Regions from separate parts of the Mus musculus genome. Here all the other regions are linked to region 2. Evidence: chromatin contacts called from public ChIA-PET, HiChIP or PLAC-seq and promoter capture Hi-C data. All regions are on one chromosome and are shown on one strand. Each heading gives the region's core, a stretch centred on a gene start, on an enhancer-like site or on the middle of the called end of the contact. The rest is flanking DNA. Distances are from core to core; before and after follow the strand shown.

What was found. Promoter capture Hi-C pulls out the DNA fragments that hold promoters and counts their contacts. ChIA-PET counts read pairs in DNA pulled down with a chosen protein or histone mark. HiChIP or PLAC-seq counts read pairs in DNA pulled down with a chosen protein or histone mark.
Region 1: a contact with region 2 is called in an H3K4me3 HiChIP or PLAC-seq map of embryonic stem cells, with 4 times the contacts expected there. The contact joins the enhancer-like site here to the promoter of Adgrb2 in region 2. A contact is called at or near these places in 3 of 39 promoter capture datasets (the 3T3-L1 cell line, hematopoietic stem and progenitor cells and hippocampal neurons), 3 of 484 Hi-C or Micro-C datasets (the G1E-ER4 cell line, embryonic stem cells and nephron progenitors), 4 of 115 datasets of contacts at active chromatin or transcription factors (embryonic stem cells, forebrain and pancreatic cancer cells) and 1 of 9 other capture datasets (embryonic stem cells).
Region 3: a contact with region 2 is called in an RNA polymerase II ChIA-PET map of memory CD8 T cells, with 8 read pairs. The contact joins the promoter of Lck here to the promoter of Adgrb2 in region 2. A contact is called at or near these places in 1 of 39 promoter capture datasets (pre-B cells) and 3 of 115 datasets of contacts at active chromatin or transcription factors (double positive thymocytes, memory CD8 T cells and pancreatic cancer cells).
Region 4: an H3K4me3 HiChIP or PLAC-seq map of embryonic stem cells shows a contact between it and region 2, with 13 read pairs. The contact joins the promoter of Serinc2 here to the promoter of Adgrb2 in region 2. A contact is called at or near these places in 18 of 39 promoter capture datasets (the 3T3-L1 cell line, 3T3-L1-derived adipocytes, the HPC-7 cell line and 11 more), 5 of 484 Hi-C or Micro-C datasets (the G1E-ER4 cell line, embryonic stem cells and nephron progenitors), 5 of 115 datasets of contacts at active chromatin or transcription factors (embryonic stem cells, forebrain and pancreatic cancer cells) and 2 of 9 other capture datasets (adipose tissue and embryonic stem cells).
Region 5: a contact with region 2 is called in a promoter capture Hi-C map of liver, with 4 times the contacts expected there. The contact joins the promoter of Fabp3 here to the promoter of Adgrb2 in region 2. A contact is called at or near these places in 9 of 39 promoter capture datasets (the 3T3-L1 cell line, embryonic stem cells, hippocampal neurons and 4 more) and 2 of 115 datasets of contacts at active chromatin or transcription factors (embryonic stem cells and pancreatic cancer cells).

What each region holds. Positions count from the first base shown.
Region 1 is chr4:130,250,298-130,252,997 of GRCm38.p6, reverse strand. No RefSeq gene overlaps it. Among named protein-coding and RNA genes, the nearest start is that of Gm46724, 15 kb to the right of the region's middle. Within about 2 kb of position 1,422, at least 37 of the 459 cell types and tissues checked have an H3K27ac peak or open chromatin away from gene starts, as enhancers often do. A contact at or near this core is called in the G1E-ER4 cell line and embryonic stem cells, where this site is marked.
Region 2 is chr4:129,983,482-129,986,181 of GRCm38.p6, reverse strand. It overlaps Adgrb2 (adhesion G protein-coupled receptor B2), which reads right to left and starts at 1,312. Exons shown (of 30, transcript NM_001290715.2): 1 at 875-1,312.
Region 3 is chr4:129,572,337-129,575,036 of GRCm38.p6, reverse strand. It overlaps Lck (lymphocyte protein tyrosine kinase), which reads left to right and starts at 1,396. Exons shown (of 13, transcript NM_001162433.1): 1 at 1,396-1,522.
Region 4 is chr4:130,274,220-130,276,919 of GRCm38.p6, reverse strand. It overlaps Serinc2 (serine incorporator 2), which reads left to right and starts at 1,334. Exons shown (of 10, transcript NM_172702.3): 1 at 1,334-1,462. The coding sequence starts at 1,424. It overlaps Gm34957 (a long non-coding RNA gene), which reads right to left. Exons shown (of 2, transcript XR_376686.3): 1 at 986-2,700.
Region 5 is chr4:130,307,299-130,309,998 of GRCm38.p6, reverse strand. It overlaps Fabp3 (fatty acid binding protein 3, muscle and heart), which reads right to left and starts at 1,261. Exons shown (of 4, transcript NM_010174.2): 1 at 1,149-1,261. The coding sequence starts at 1,221. It overlaps Gm10570 (a long non-coding RNA gene), which reads left to right and starts at 2,294. Exons shown (of 4, transcript XR_868203.3): 1 at 2,294-2,376; 2 at 2,515-2,679.

The sequences.
Region 1 (2,700 bases), core at 173-2,672, 270 kb before region 2:
GTGAAGGTCACAGGCAGGCTCCTATCACTCCAGTGCAGGCCAGGCATCCCGCCCACTTGTGGGTGTGGCCTTGTGTGGGTGTGGCCTGAAAGTCTGTTTGGGTGCTTCTATAGTCTTGCCCAGGACACAACCATCTCCTAGGTACCACCAGGGTTTCGGGGAGTATAGGGATTCAAATAGACACCCTGAAAACAGAGCAGGAAGCGTTGGGCTGAGAGGACATTTGCTGAGGTACACAAGGCCATGGAAGAGGAGCTCAAGGGCAAGTACAAACTGGAGTGCAGACAGCATGCGGGGTCAGAGGAAATCAAGGAGATAGGTGTGGGCGGGATGGTACAGTCTCCCTCAGGGGATGTGGGGAGACTAGACAGAGGGGAACTACTGGGGTACTGAGCTGGCAGAAGGCCTAAAGCTGTGAGCTGATGCTGGGATGTTCCCCATGACTACAGCTGAGTGGTAGAGTCACATAGTATTTTAGACAGATTTCCCTGGGTGAGGTGGGGCGCATAAAGGCTGGACTTCGTGAAGCTGAGGAAGGCTCTCACTAGGGATGGGTCTGGAGGATGTGCTTGCCCCGCCCCCTGCCCCCCCAACCCCCGCCCCCCGAGATCCTCTGAGTGAGGTTGTCAGAGCACCATGCATTGCTATTCTTTCCTTGTTTCTCCTTCAGGAGAAAAGAAATGCCCAGGGTGTCCTCGTGGCCTGTGTATTTGTAGAGGTGGTTGATTTGCCAGATGTGGTGGTGCACAGCTTTAATCTCACCACTTGTCCGGGAGGCAGAGGTAGGTTTATAAACTGAGTTCCAGGACAGCCAGGGTTACACAGAGAAACCCAAAACAAAAACAAAAAGAAAACAAAAAAACAAAAAAACAAAAAACCTTCCCTCAACAACACCCCCCAAAAAAAGAAAAAGTGGTTGTGGTTGTAAGCTTGTTACAGTCTCAGATCATTCAGTCAGCAATGCACTCACCACGTGCCAGGGGCTGGGCCGGGCCTTGCTGGTGGTATGGGGGAGGGGCAGAGCAAAGAGCCACTATTCTAAGTAGGTGAAGGACTTTCCCCTTGTCTCCTTGGTGTCACACTCATTAGCCTAGAGGTAGGGTTGTCACCACCCACCAGGGCAGGGAACCTGTTTAGCTGTCCCCTCTCCCGCTACCCAGTGACCTGACTTCCACCCACAGGGAACCTGTTTAGCTGTCCCCTCTCCTGCTACCCAGTGACCTGACTTTCACCCACCCTCCCATCTGTTCCTGGCTCCTCAGTTCTTCCTTCCCACCACACATACCCTCTCTTCCTCGTAGACCTGTCACTATCCCTTTCTGGTCACTTCCCCTCTTTGGGAAGAGAAGCTCTGTTGCCTGCAAGCCCCTGATAGGGTGTGCTTCCTTACTGCACTGGGACTGAGAAAAGAGCTGTCCTTGAGTCTGAGGAACTACAACGTCCTGTCCCCAGGCCACTGTCCTTCAGCCCCACCTGCAGTTTAGGTTGCAGAGTGACAAGGGGGTTGGGGGGCAGGGTGAATGCAAAGCTGGTCGATGACATCTGAAACAGACAGTGCTTGGAGTGCTCTGGGCTTGGCTAGTTCTGTCTGCCTTGATGTGTCATTGTGTGTTATTACCCTCTCGGGACCTCACCTGGATTTTTCATGACCGCGGCCACAGTAGCTTTCTTGTAAGCCATAAAGTGCTTTGCACTCAGTACTTACACAGCAGACAGTCTCGGCCCTTGTGGTAGTTTGAATATGCTCAGCCCAGGAAGTGGCACTATTAGGAGGTGTGGCCTTGTTGGAGGAGGTGTGGCCTTGTTGGGGTGGGTGTGGCCTTATTGGAGGAAGTGTATCATTGTGGGGGTGGGCAATGAGGCCCCCCTCCTAGCTGTCCAATAATGGACTGAACCTCTGAAAACGTAAGCCAGCCCCAATTAAATGTTTTTCTTTATGAGTTGCCTTGGCCGTGGTGTGTCTTCACAGCAATGGAAACCCTAACTGTATCAGCCCCTTCTCCCTTTGCTGCCTGGCCACTTTGCAGCCTCTCTGAGCTAATCGGATATAGGAGAAAATGCTGACTGTGTTTGCCTTTCTGTTATAAGGTCCTGCTCTGCCTTTTAACTCAAAGCAGTGTGTGGAGCTACAGCAACCTTCTTGGGATGATTAGAACAACAAACCCGTGGATGGAAATCTGCCTAGGAGACATGGAAGAGTTTGGGTCCCTGATGTCTGTGGGAGCTCTGCTATGCCTGGTCCGGATGTCACTGAGATGGGGAAAGCCAACCCCAGTATATCTGAGTCCCATTACTGTGCCTAATGGGACAGCAGTGCAGCTGAATGCGTGGCTAACTGTCTTAGTTACTGTTCTGCTGCTGTGAGGAGACAGCATGGCCAAGGCTTACAAAAGAAAGCATCTAGCCGAGGGTTTGTATAGGTTTAGAAGGTTCCGGAGTTTGGGGGGATCACGGCAGGAAGCAGGCAGGTGTGGCACTGGAGCAGAAGCTGAGAGCTTTACTTTCTGACCCTCGAGCAGCAGCTGAAGAGAAGATAGACAAACAGACAGACAGACAGAGACAGAGAGACAGACAGACACATACACACAGAGACAGACACACAGACACACAGAGACAGACAGACAGAGAGAGAGAGAGACAGAGACACACAGAGACAGAGACAGGCAGACAGACAGGCAAAGAGACACACACACAGAAATA
Region 2 (2,700 bases), core at 63-2,562:
CGGACCGAGCCGACTGCAGGAGTGGCCGCCAACTTCACAGCCTCCAGTCCCCCAAATCATGCCAGCCCCCGGGGGTGCAGGAGAGTGCGTCTGGTGCCTGGCTCTGAGACCGGTGGTGGGAGGATAAGGATGCGGGGGGAGGGAGGCGGGTGTCCGGCCAAAGACGAACGCGGGAGTCGGATGCGGGTTCGATGGAGATCACGGCCTGGGGAAAGGGGCTTGGAGGAGCAAGGGGGACACGGCCCCAATTCCAGGCTGAGGGGGAGGGGACTTGCATCAGAGATTGGAAAGGGAAGGCGGGACTCTGGGCAGATATGGGGGAAGGGGCACTCGGGGCAGAAATAGAGGGGAAGCATGGTCGCCGTGCAGGCGCGGGGGAGGGCACTAGCAGACACAGTTGGGGACCGAAACGACTCCGGGCAGAGTGGAGGAGAGGTCCAGAGTCCCGCGGCCAGACTAGGAGGGGAGATGGGGGAGGGGGGAGGACAGTCGAGCTGCAGGTTGGAGAGGGGGTTCAAATCAAGACCGGGGGCGCACTGCTGGGATCTTGGCCGAGACAGGGCAAGACTCGCGACAGCGGTGTGGCAGTCTGGGTCAAGATTCTAAAGGTGGGGGACTTTGACACAGACGGCAAGGGGTCGGTCCAGGCTGGGGGAGGGGGTAGCAAAGGGGTTCGCGGGAGACTAAGGGGGCTTCGGCCCGGGCCTCGGGAGTCCCTCTTAAGACGGGGGTTGGGTGAGCGCTGGACAGACTCTGTTCTGGCCGGAGGAGAATTAAGCAAGACCGGCTCACGGAGCACCCTGAGTGCGGGCACTCGGGACTGCGCGCGAGGGTTCAGTGCGGGGCCGGCCGGGGTCTGGGGCCGAGCACTCACCTGGGCGCCGTCAGCAGCAGGAGCGGGGGCCGGCGCTAGTGGAGGCGGCCGCGGGGCGCAAGTTTGCCATCCCTAAGGCGGGGGCCGGGCTGGGCGCAGGGCAGCTCGCCGCAGCCGCGCCGAGGCCCGAGGCTCCCGCTCCGCCGAGCGGCGGGTGCAGAGCAAGCACCGCGGAGCTGCACGGGGCGGGCGGGCGGGCGCCGGGCCGGGCGCGGGCTCCTGCCGCCGCCGCCGCCTCCTCGCCGCGCCGCCCCCCGCTCCCCGCCCCGAGCACCGCCCGCGCCGCGCGCCGCCTCCTATTCGCGGGTGGCGGCCGCAGCCCCAGCCTCTGATCGCCGGTGCCGCATCCTCCTCTCTGCCTCCCAGCGCCGCCGCTGCCACCGAACCGGATTCCTCCGGCCGCTCCGGCCGCTGCCCGCAGCGCGCGCCGGGCCGAGTGACGGCCGAGGCGGGACGCGGCGCCTGCGCGGGCCGGGCCCGGGAGGGGGCGCGCGCCGGGCCGGGCGCGAGGAGCCGCGGGAGAAGGGGCGGGGGGGCGGGGGCGACGCGCGCCGCCTCCTGTTAAAGGGGGAGCAGCGCCAGCCGAGCCAAGCGCGCCCTCCCCCTCCCCACCCTGGGCCCCAGGCGCCGGCGCGGGAGAAGCCCAGGGTAAGCCCCCACCCTGCCTGTGACCGCCTGGACTGCAGAGTGAGCCTCCCGGTGATACCCCTCCAGCGAAACCCCAGACTAGTGGCGTCTAGCGCAGCCAGGGTCTCCCGAGCTGTGGAGGCTAAAGCGTTTTCTCCCCCCTCCCCATTATGCAGTGCATATTGCATTGCGTGTCCCTGTGCATGCAGGTGACACTCGGTGCACTGAACTTTATATATGCATACAGGTGCCCTGCGTGTGCACTGCAATATTGCCTGGCTGGGTGCATGCAAATGCTGCACATATGCATTGACATGCGCTCAGGTCCTGAATGCATGCTGCTTTTTCCATGTGCCTTAAGAATTATATGTAGAAGCTCACAGGTGCCACATGTGTGTAGCATGCTATGGGTATAGAAGCAACACACATACCCCCGCAGCGTGGCATGTTTACTGCATATTCTGGTGTTCATCGCTGTGATATTGTATGTCCCTAGGCACGGGGATGCTACACGTGTGCAGTATGTTACATGTTTTCCCAAGTCTCTTCTCCCACAAGTGCCTTTCTCTGTGCCAGGGGCGCCCCCATGTTGCATCTGTTTGTGTAGAAGCCACAGAGATGCACAGACCCACCCCATCCTGGCACTGTGCCGAGGAACAGTTGGGTGGAGCCTAAGCCCACACGGCTCAGGCGGTACCCGGAGAGATGTCCATGGCTCAGGGCTCTGGTCAGGCTGTTTGTGGCCTGGGCATGTTGCCATCAGGAAGGTGGGCCGACTGGGGACACACCACAGCAGCCAAAACAAGTAGGTTAATCCGATGACTCTGGGCAGAGAAGCCAGCAGGGGGCAGCTTTGCAACGAGGGTGGAATGACTTTGGGACATACTTGGGAAGGTTCACACACGTGGAGGGACCAGTCCTGTAAGGACAAGGTGGTCCACGGCCCATTCATTGCTAACTTCCCCTCCCCCGCCCCCACCATAACTCGACTTTTGTCGCCTACAGGCTGTGGCAAGATGAGAAAAGCCCACCTCTTCCCAGAGGAGTTACCAAAAAGAGGCAGAGAACTTCTCCTGTCTCTTCCCTCTGTCCCTCCCCCCTAAAGCTGTCCTGGTGACATTTGTTGTGAGTGATTGGGAGAGATTATCGACTTTAATGGAAGGAGGTAATAAGGGACGATGAAGGAAGCTCACCTGTCA
Region 3 (2,700 bases), core at 147-2,646, 410 kb after region 2:
TATCTATCTATCTATCTATCTATCTATCTATCTATCTATCTATCTATTATCTATCTACTATCTATCTATATCTACTATCTATCTATCTATCGATCTATCTATCTATCTATCTATCTATCTTCTATCTGTCTCTATCATCTATGTATCTATCTATGTATCTCTGTATGTATCTATGTTTGTATGTATCTATCTACCTATGTATCTATGTATCTATCTATGTATCTATGTATCTATCTCTATCATCTATGTATCTATGTATCTCTGTATGCATATATGTGTGTATGTATGTATGTGTGTATGTATGTATGTGTGTATGTGTGTATGTATGTATGTATGTGTGTATCTACCTATCTATCCATCTACCTATCATCTATCTATCTATCTATCTATCTATCTATCTATCTATCTATCTATCTATCTATCGAAACAGGGTCTCTTTATGTAGCTCTGGCTGTCCTGGAACTTACTGCATAAGTTAGTCTGGCCTGAAACTTGCAGAGATCTGCCAGCCTCTGCCTCCGGAATGCTGGGATTAAAGCCTTATGCCACCATGCCCCAGCCTGTCACTAGGGCCTTAAGACATGAGGTTTTCTTGTCTTCCTCCTGAAACAGACTGTCAACAGTCGATCCTTAGGCACAGGATGACATGGATACGGCTCTGCCAGTGAATGTGGCTGCTGTTTTTACTATAGTACATATAACCTTGTCACCAACTATCTAACAGAGATAGATGCTGTCCAGGTTCAACTCTGAACAAGAGATGCCTTTGGCTGTCCGGCTAAATTAAAGGCCACCCAGTTCTTACATAGCACGGCTGGAGTTGAGTGCAGCGCCATTTCCTTCCCTGTGAGCTAAACTGTAGCTGCTGTGTTCTGCTCACGGGGGCAAAGGCTCTCTTCTCTTACCCAGGAGTATCTTGGAGGGTAGGAGGAGTGCTCCATCAAACAGCCTTCCCCACCATGTTTAGTGACCTTCAAGGGGAGGAAGAGGCAAGTGAATCTCTGTGAGTTCAAGGCAACATAGCAAATTCCATAACAGTCAGGGCAACACGGTGAGTCCCTGCGTTAAAAAAAAATCCTCTCATTGGTTGATGACGACGACGACGATGATGATGATGATTGGACTTGAGGGGTCTAGGCTGGTCTGGAACTCTGTATGTAGCCATTCCTGTCTTCACCTCCAGAACGCTGGGAATATGGACCTATGCCATCACACACAGCCTTCCTCCCTAAGTGCCTCCCTCAGTATGAGTAGAAGCTGGCCTAGAGATGTATGGGACCCAAGAGGCTGAGGGGGTCTAGGTCTATGGCAGCAGGAAGCCTGAGGTGCTGGAGGCTTGTGGTTGGGTTGCTGGGGCTGGGTTGGCTGCAGAGCCCTCAGGAGACAGGAAGTCAGGGTGGAACGTGGGCGCGAGGAGACAGGTGGTGACTACGACGGCGAGGGGAGCTGACACCGGGTCCAGGCAGCCAAGCCAGGCTAGGAGCATCATGTGAATAGGCCAGAAGGCTCCCAGGCTGGGCAGGTAAGGGGTACTGGGAACAACAGTGTAGAAGGGGGCAATGGTGGGAACCAGACAGCAGAACACTGCGTCTGTGGAGGCCTAGGCTCCTTAGGTGTACAGAAACCTTTCAGAAATGCCTTCCTGGAGGTTGTCTGAGCTGGTGGCTCTTGCCTCTGCCATCTGCTGTCCATCATTTCCCACCTTAGGAGGAGCACACTCCTGGGAGAGCCAGCACATGATGTCAAGTGTTAAGAAGGCCACCAGCAGCCACCTGTCCAGTTCCTTGAGCTCAGAGGATGAGGTTTCTGAGGTCCAAAGGTGGCTGTGACCCTGTCTTAACCCATACCTCCTCACGATGGTCCGCGGCAAAGCAGGACCTTGCGTGGGGGTGTAGGCTTGACCTGGGCTCCTTCTATGCCTGTGGCACACAGGGTGATGAGATGGACCGTCCTGAGGGCAGGGCCCCAGGAATCAGTCCCCAGGTCCCTAAGGCAGACCCAAGTGGCAGAAACAGATGAAAGAGTAACCCATGGGATCCAGGTGGACATATGAGAATCGACGGCAGCCTTAGCAACCAGCATCCTGAAACACAGAGGAGTCAGTAAGGAAGCAGATAGATATGTGTAGGGCGTTTATCCAGAATGGATGTGTGTTCCCCGGGGAAGTTGGTAGTGAACGAGATGGGAGAAGGGAAGAGGAAAGACTATTTTTATCCTGAACTGGGTATAGCTGGAGCAGGGCAAGAACTTCTGAACTTCCCTCTGGAAAGTCACCGCTCCTGTCCTGCCAAGTGTCAGGACAGGATGTTCTTGCCTTTGCCCTTGTCCCCATCCTGTCTTAACTCAGCTGTATTTGTGTGTTCATGTCGGCCTTCATGATTCTTCCTTCAGACCCTAAAGGATAGAGGCCCAGAATCTTGTCACCAGCCACCACCCATTCGTTCAGTCAAACTCTAAACTCTGGAGGACGGTCTCTTCCTCCACTGACTGTCCAGGTTTCCCTTGCCTCACCGTAGATGTTTATGTCACAGATTTTCCATCTTGTCAGCATATGCTGGCCTCTTCCAAGACCTTGCCTCCTTACAGGGGCAGGAAACACACTGGCTCTTCCGGTGTTTCATCTGTCCTTGAACTGCAGTCCTCTAGGCTGGCCCTGTGCTGACTGGGAGAGGAATCCAACAGGGTTGCTTGTTCTTGGAG
Region 4 (2,700 bases), core at 85-2,584, 290 kb before region 2:
TCTGGTCTAGAGTTGGTGGGGGAGAAGGCTGGGGTGAGCTACCATAATTACAGAACTCTGCTGCTGCGCCTCACACCCGATCCTGGGGATGACCTGCCAGGATGCCCTCTCACCCAGTGACCTCCTTAGCTAGGAGGTCATGGCTGTACACAGATAGGGAGTGAGGAGTGCTGAACAGAGTGTGTGTGTGTGTGTCTCTGTATGTGTCTCTCTCTGTGTGTATGTGTCTCTTTCTGTGTGTATGTCTATCTGCCTCTGTCTCTGTCTCTCTGTGTGCAGTGCTGAGCAGTGAGTGTGTGTGCCTGTGTGTATCTCTGTCTGTCTGTCTGTCTCTCTTATGTGTATATGTGTGTGTGTGGAGTGCTGAGCAGTGTGTGTGTGTGTGTGTGTGTGTGTGTGTATTTGTCTCTCTCTCTCTGTATATCTATCTGTGTTTCTCTCTCTCTCTCTCTCTCTCTCTCTCTCTCTCTCTCTCTCTCTCGTGTGTGTGTGTGTGTGTGTGTGTGTGTGTGTGTGTGTGTGATCCAAGACAGGTCCAGAGTTTGAAGACAAGGTGGATGGAGAGGAGAGGGTCTAAACAAGTACGAATCTGGGGCCTTAACAGGGATGGGAATGACACAGGCTTTTATTCATGGAGCAGTTGCTGTGTGTTCTAACAGCCCCATGAGGTTAGCACCTTTAGTTTCAATAGGGGAAACTGAGACTCAGAGAAGCAAAGTAGCCTCCCTTATCCTCCCTCTGTCTGTCCTTCTCTTCTTTCTTTCCGTAGGCAGGATCCCATGTAACCCAGGCTGACCTAGATCTGGCTATGCAGCCAAAGATAATTTTGAATTTGTGATTCCTGCCTCCTGAGTGCTGGGTTACAGGCGAGAGCCACCATGCCCAGTTTTATGTGGATCAAACCTAGGACTTCATGAATTCTCTGGAAACACTCTACCGACTCAGCTACATTACCATCCCCCCACCCCCTTGCCTAGTAATTTACCATTGAGCACCCATAGATTGGGCCGAGGTTTTCCGCCAAGATCCAAGGGCATCAGGGAAGACCACCTCTTACTTCCTCTAACAATGACAGTATTTGGGGTCGGTCACACAATGGCTCCTATGAAGTTCAAATCCAGATGTATTTCCAAATCCTCGCTTTGGTTCAGCAGACAATCCTAGCTCAGAGTTGAGTTGGGCTGTGCCCCTGTCGTTGCTGGACTTTCCCCATCTCAACCTCTTTAGGAAATGTCTGGCGCCAGTACCTGTCCCAGGTGAGTCCTAGGAGGCCCCGAGCGTCGCCGGAAAGTGACGAGCGGCTTCGGCAGGTGGGGCGGGGCTGGGGCGGGGATGGGTTTGGGGTGGGGCCAGCCAAGCGCCTGGAGTCCCACCGGATCCGGGATCCGAGGCCGGTGCCCCGAGCCCCGCGCCCCTCACCGCCATGGGGGCCTGTCTCGGGGCCTGCTCCCTGCTCAGCTGCGTGAGTGCCCACCTCGTCCCTGCCGCGGCCCCGCTCACTTTTTCTCTACCTTCTTCCTCCAAGTACTTTCTTCTTTTTGCTTCCTCCAAACTTGCCTTTCAGAGGCCCCACCGATGCCCTTCTTATCCTCATCCCCCAGCTGCTCCGCTTCGGCCGCGGTGCGCTGGACAGCTGGTGTCGCGGCTCGGGTGACCGCGGGGGAGGGGTGGGGCGCGGCCGGGCGCCTTTGGCGCCGTCACTCCGAGAACCGGGATACTGAGGCCGGCAGCGGGTGCGGGGAGCCCCGCGGCCATTGCGCGCTCCCCAGCTCAGAGCACCCCCAGGTTGCGTGGCGCGTCTCTCTCCAGGGCGCGGGACTCTTTGTGTAACTGGTAGGGTCCCGGCCCCGCTGAGCTTACTGTCTTTCTGGCAGAGCGTCTGTCATTCTGTCTGCCCCTGTCGCCTGGCTTAGTCTGTTCTTTTGTGTTTGTCCCGTTCACTTCTCTAGGATTCGGGCACTGTCTGTCTGTCTGAACGTCGTCGTAACCAGCTCCGTCTGCATCCTCTTTCGGCGCGCAGTCTGGCCCGCTCACTCTAGGGCACCCCCCCTGCAAGCGCTGGACCCTTTCCCTCCAGCTCGAGCTGGAAAGGAGATGGGGGTTGGGTAAGAAGGGTGGGCAGGAGCCCCCCCCCCCCCATCCCGCTCTTGAGCGAGGTTGGTGTCGGTTGTCACTGACTACCTGTGCCAAACTTTGGATTTGGAAAGATCCAGAAATTGAGGGAGGTTGCGTGTGTCCACCTGGTCGCCACTGTTGGGGACCAGGCGGGAGGCCAGCTCTGTTTTGGGGCAGCAACCAGCACAGGGGAGGGGACCCGGCCGGCCATAACCGGCCGGGAGGCCCCCACTTCCCCAGCCCCCTTTCTTTTCCTTCTTCCCCTCATTAAATCTGAGGCTCTTTCAGACAGCTCCCTCCCCTTCTGGCCCCACACAAAGAGGGGCGGAGAGGGCTCCCGCGGCTGGCTGCTGTAGGAAGGTTCGTTCAGGACTTGCATCCTTTGTCCCTGATTTGTGTGCGTGTTAGGAGCGGGTGCCCAGGAGAGAGCTGCGCATCTAGAGGTTTTCTTTGTAGCCATTTTCTGAGAGTGAGCTCAGTCTGGGGAGGCAGTGGCGTGGGTCCCTGGACACAGCTCTTGTCCTCTCTTGGGCCTCTCTTTCCACTGAAGTGGGGGGGGGGGGGAGAGGGAGAGACGGGTAGAGG
Region 5 (2,700 bases), core at 12-2,511, 320 kb before region 2:
AGTTAGTGAGAACCTGTTACACAGAGTAAAAAGAGGGTGTGTGTGTGTGTGTGTGTGAGTGGGGAGTATAACTCAGCAGTAGGGGGCATGCACAAGGCTCTAGTTCAGTCTTCAAAAAGAAATCCTGGGCTTTCCTATGAGGCGATGAGCTCATGTGTCCCAAGCTGTCTTCCTATTAAGTAAATCATGGGACTCTTCCTTTCTTTTTTTTTTCAAGACATGGTTTCTCTGTGTAGTCCTGGCTGTCCTGGAATTCTCTCTGTATAGACCAGGCCTAGAACTCGGGAGATTCACCTGCCTCTGCTTCCCAGAGTGCTGGTTAAAGGCGTTGTGTCACCGCCCACACCACACAATTTCCCCAGCCCCAAGCCACACTCTCCCTTCATAGCTCTTCACCTTTCTTCTGACACCCTCTGCTCGATCCCAGGCTTTCTTCACCCTATCCCCAGCACTGATCCGGTGGCCGACTGGTGCGGCCGGGAAGCCTATGTGTAGTGGTCGTCTTGCCCTGCTCTAGCAGCAGCGTCTCCGACTGATCCCAGGGGTGGCTGCACACACTGTAGGTGAAGGTCAGGCTGGTGAGAACCAGGGCATCTTCCAGAGAGAGGCCTCTTCACTACCCCAACATGGAGGGGTAGGGCTTGTTGCTGACTGCCTGGCTGTATCTTCACCTCTTCCCAGATGGAATTCACTGATTTTCTTTAGTCTTCCTCCAGGCTCTGTACACTCCTATCTGCTCTATTCCCTTTCGGAATTCAATTTCTGGACCACCATGCTCCTCTTTGCCTTCTCCTGCGGCCAGCCTCCCGCCCTTCTTTCCCTCCCCTTTCCACCTCCGGATCACCTACACTGCTTCCTAGAAAGCCTCCCATCCCGGACCTCTGCGGCCACAGCTGCCTCTACCCTTCCCCTCCAGCTACGAGGCTCGCCAAGCTTGGACCGCGACACCCCCCTCCCAGGAGGCCGGGGTGGGGTGGGGTGGAGTGGAGTGGCTTCAGCCCAGGCCACCCTCCGCACCTCAGTATTCCCTGTCTGGACTGGCTAGGAGCTTGCGGGAGGCACATGGGGGCACTCCCCCTGGGAGCTCAGCGCCAAGACCGCCTTGCCGGCCCTCCTGACCCTAGATCCTGCGCCGTTCGTTCGCTCACCGAGTGACTTCATGTAGTCATCAAAATTCTTGCTGTCCACTAGCTTCCAGGTACCGACAAAGGCGTCCGCCATGGTGCGATGAGTGAGGAGGCGAGCAGGCACTGAGAACCGCAGCTCCCGGCTGGACAGCCTCTTTAAATAGCCCTCGCATCACATGATGAAAGTGGCCCACACCCCTCGCTCCCGAAATAGGAAGCCGGGGCTTGCACTCCCGCAAAGGGCTGGGGCCCATCCCCCACAGCCCTCCCGTCGCCTACGTCAGCGGCGCCCGCGGTCCTGTTGGTGCCATCTAACCCATCCCTGGCCTGGCTGCGGGGCGCTTCCCGCAACCCAAGTAGAGCATCCCCCGGCCATACTGAAAGGAAACTCGCCCTTGAGCTGGTGCCACGCTGGAGAAACGCCGCTTGATCCTTCTGCCGCCTTGTTTTTTAATTCGCTGTGGTTTTATTCTTATATTGTGTATGCTCGTGTAGGCGTACTTATGGGGAAGGGGTGGGAGACTGGGGCGTTCGTTGTAACTCGCGGGAGTCCCTTCTCTGCTTCCACCGTGTGGGTCCCACGTATCAAACTGGGGTTGTCAAGGCTTGACAGCAAGGGCCTTTACCCAAAAACCCATCTCAACGGTCCTATGTCCTCTTCTTGTAGAAGAGGCTCAGAGGCTCGGAGAGGAATGACGCGGTCGCCGTAAGTAAAAAAGAATTGGAGCCTGGACAGAGAGCATGGTCTAGTGGCCTTTGAGCCCTCTTGCTCCTACCAGACAAGTGGAAAAGAGTTGCCTTGGACACCGCGGATGGCTGAGCTGCCCAGCGCCTCACCTGCTGGCGGAGAACGTGACCTTGCTTCCCTCATGCTAGCCCCACACGTGCTAGCCCCTCCCTGCGGAATGTCTCCCGCCTGCGCCTTTCTCCGCAGTCCCACCCGTCGCCGCTGCCTGAAAGCGCTTCAGGCTTTATTTACTGACCTCTGAGCTTGTGCCAGGGTCGTTCTTCACTCCGCGAAGACAATTTGTCTATTCAGAGGGTTCTTCCGGCCTCGGCCACCTTAACTCCCGGAAAGCCGCGACCCTCTGCTGAAGTCAGTTTTTTCCCCTGACTTCTGCCACTAGACTGCTTGTCACCTTAAAGTACGTTATTAAATAAGACCCGACTATTGATGGTTGTAGCCTACTTCAGGGCATGGTCACACTCAACTTTTTCGTTGGTAGGTGGTATCATCCCCTTTTTACAGGTGAGTAAGGGAACCTCAGTGGAGCCTATTCCTTAGTTCAGCAGTTTCTGTTTAATTATTACCAAGTCAGCATCTCAATGTGTAGCAGGGGTTGACCTTGAACTAAAGATTCTCCTGCCTCTGTCTCCTGGGTTACAGCTGTGTGCCGCTGCTCTGGCTTGAGCCAACAGTTAATACGGCACCTGCACCTGGAGGCAAGAGATTCCTGAGTTGGGGGCCAGTCTGAGCCAAGGCAAGATACTCTCTCAAAGTAAGCTCCTGGTTTGTGCGGGCCCTGCTTTGGAGAAGTCCACATGGATCAAGGTACAGGCTAAAGTACTCCCT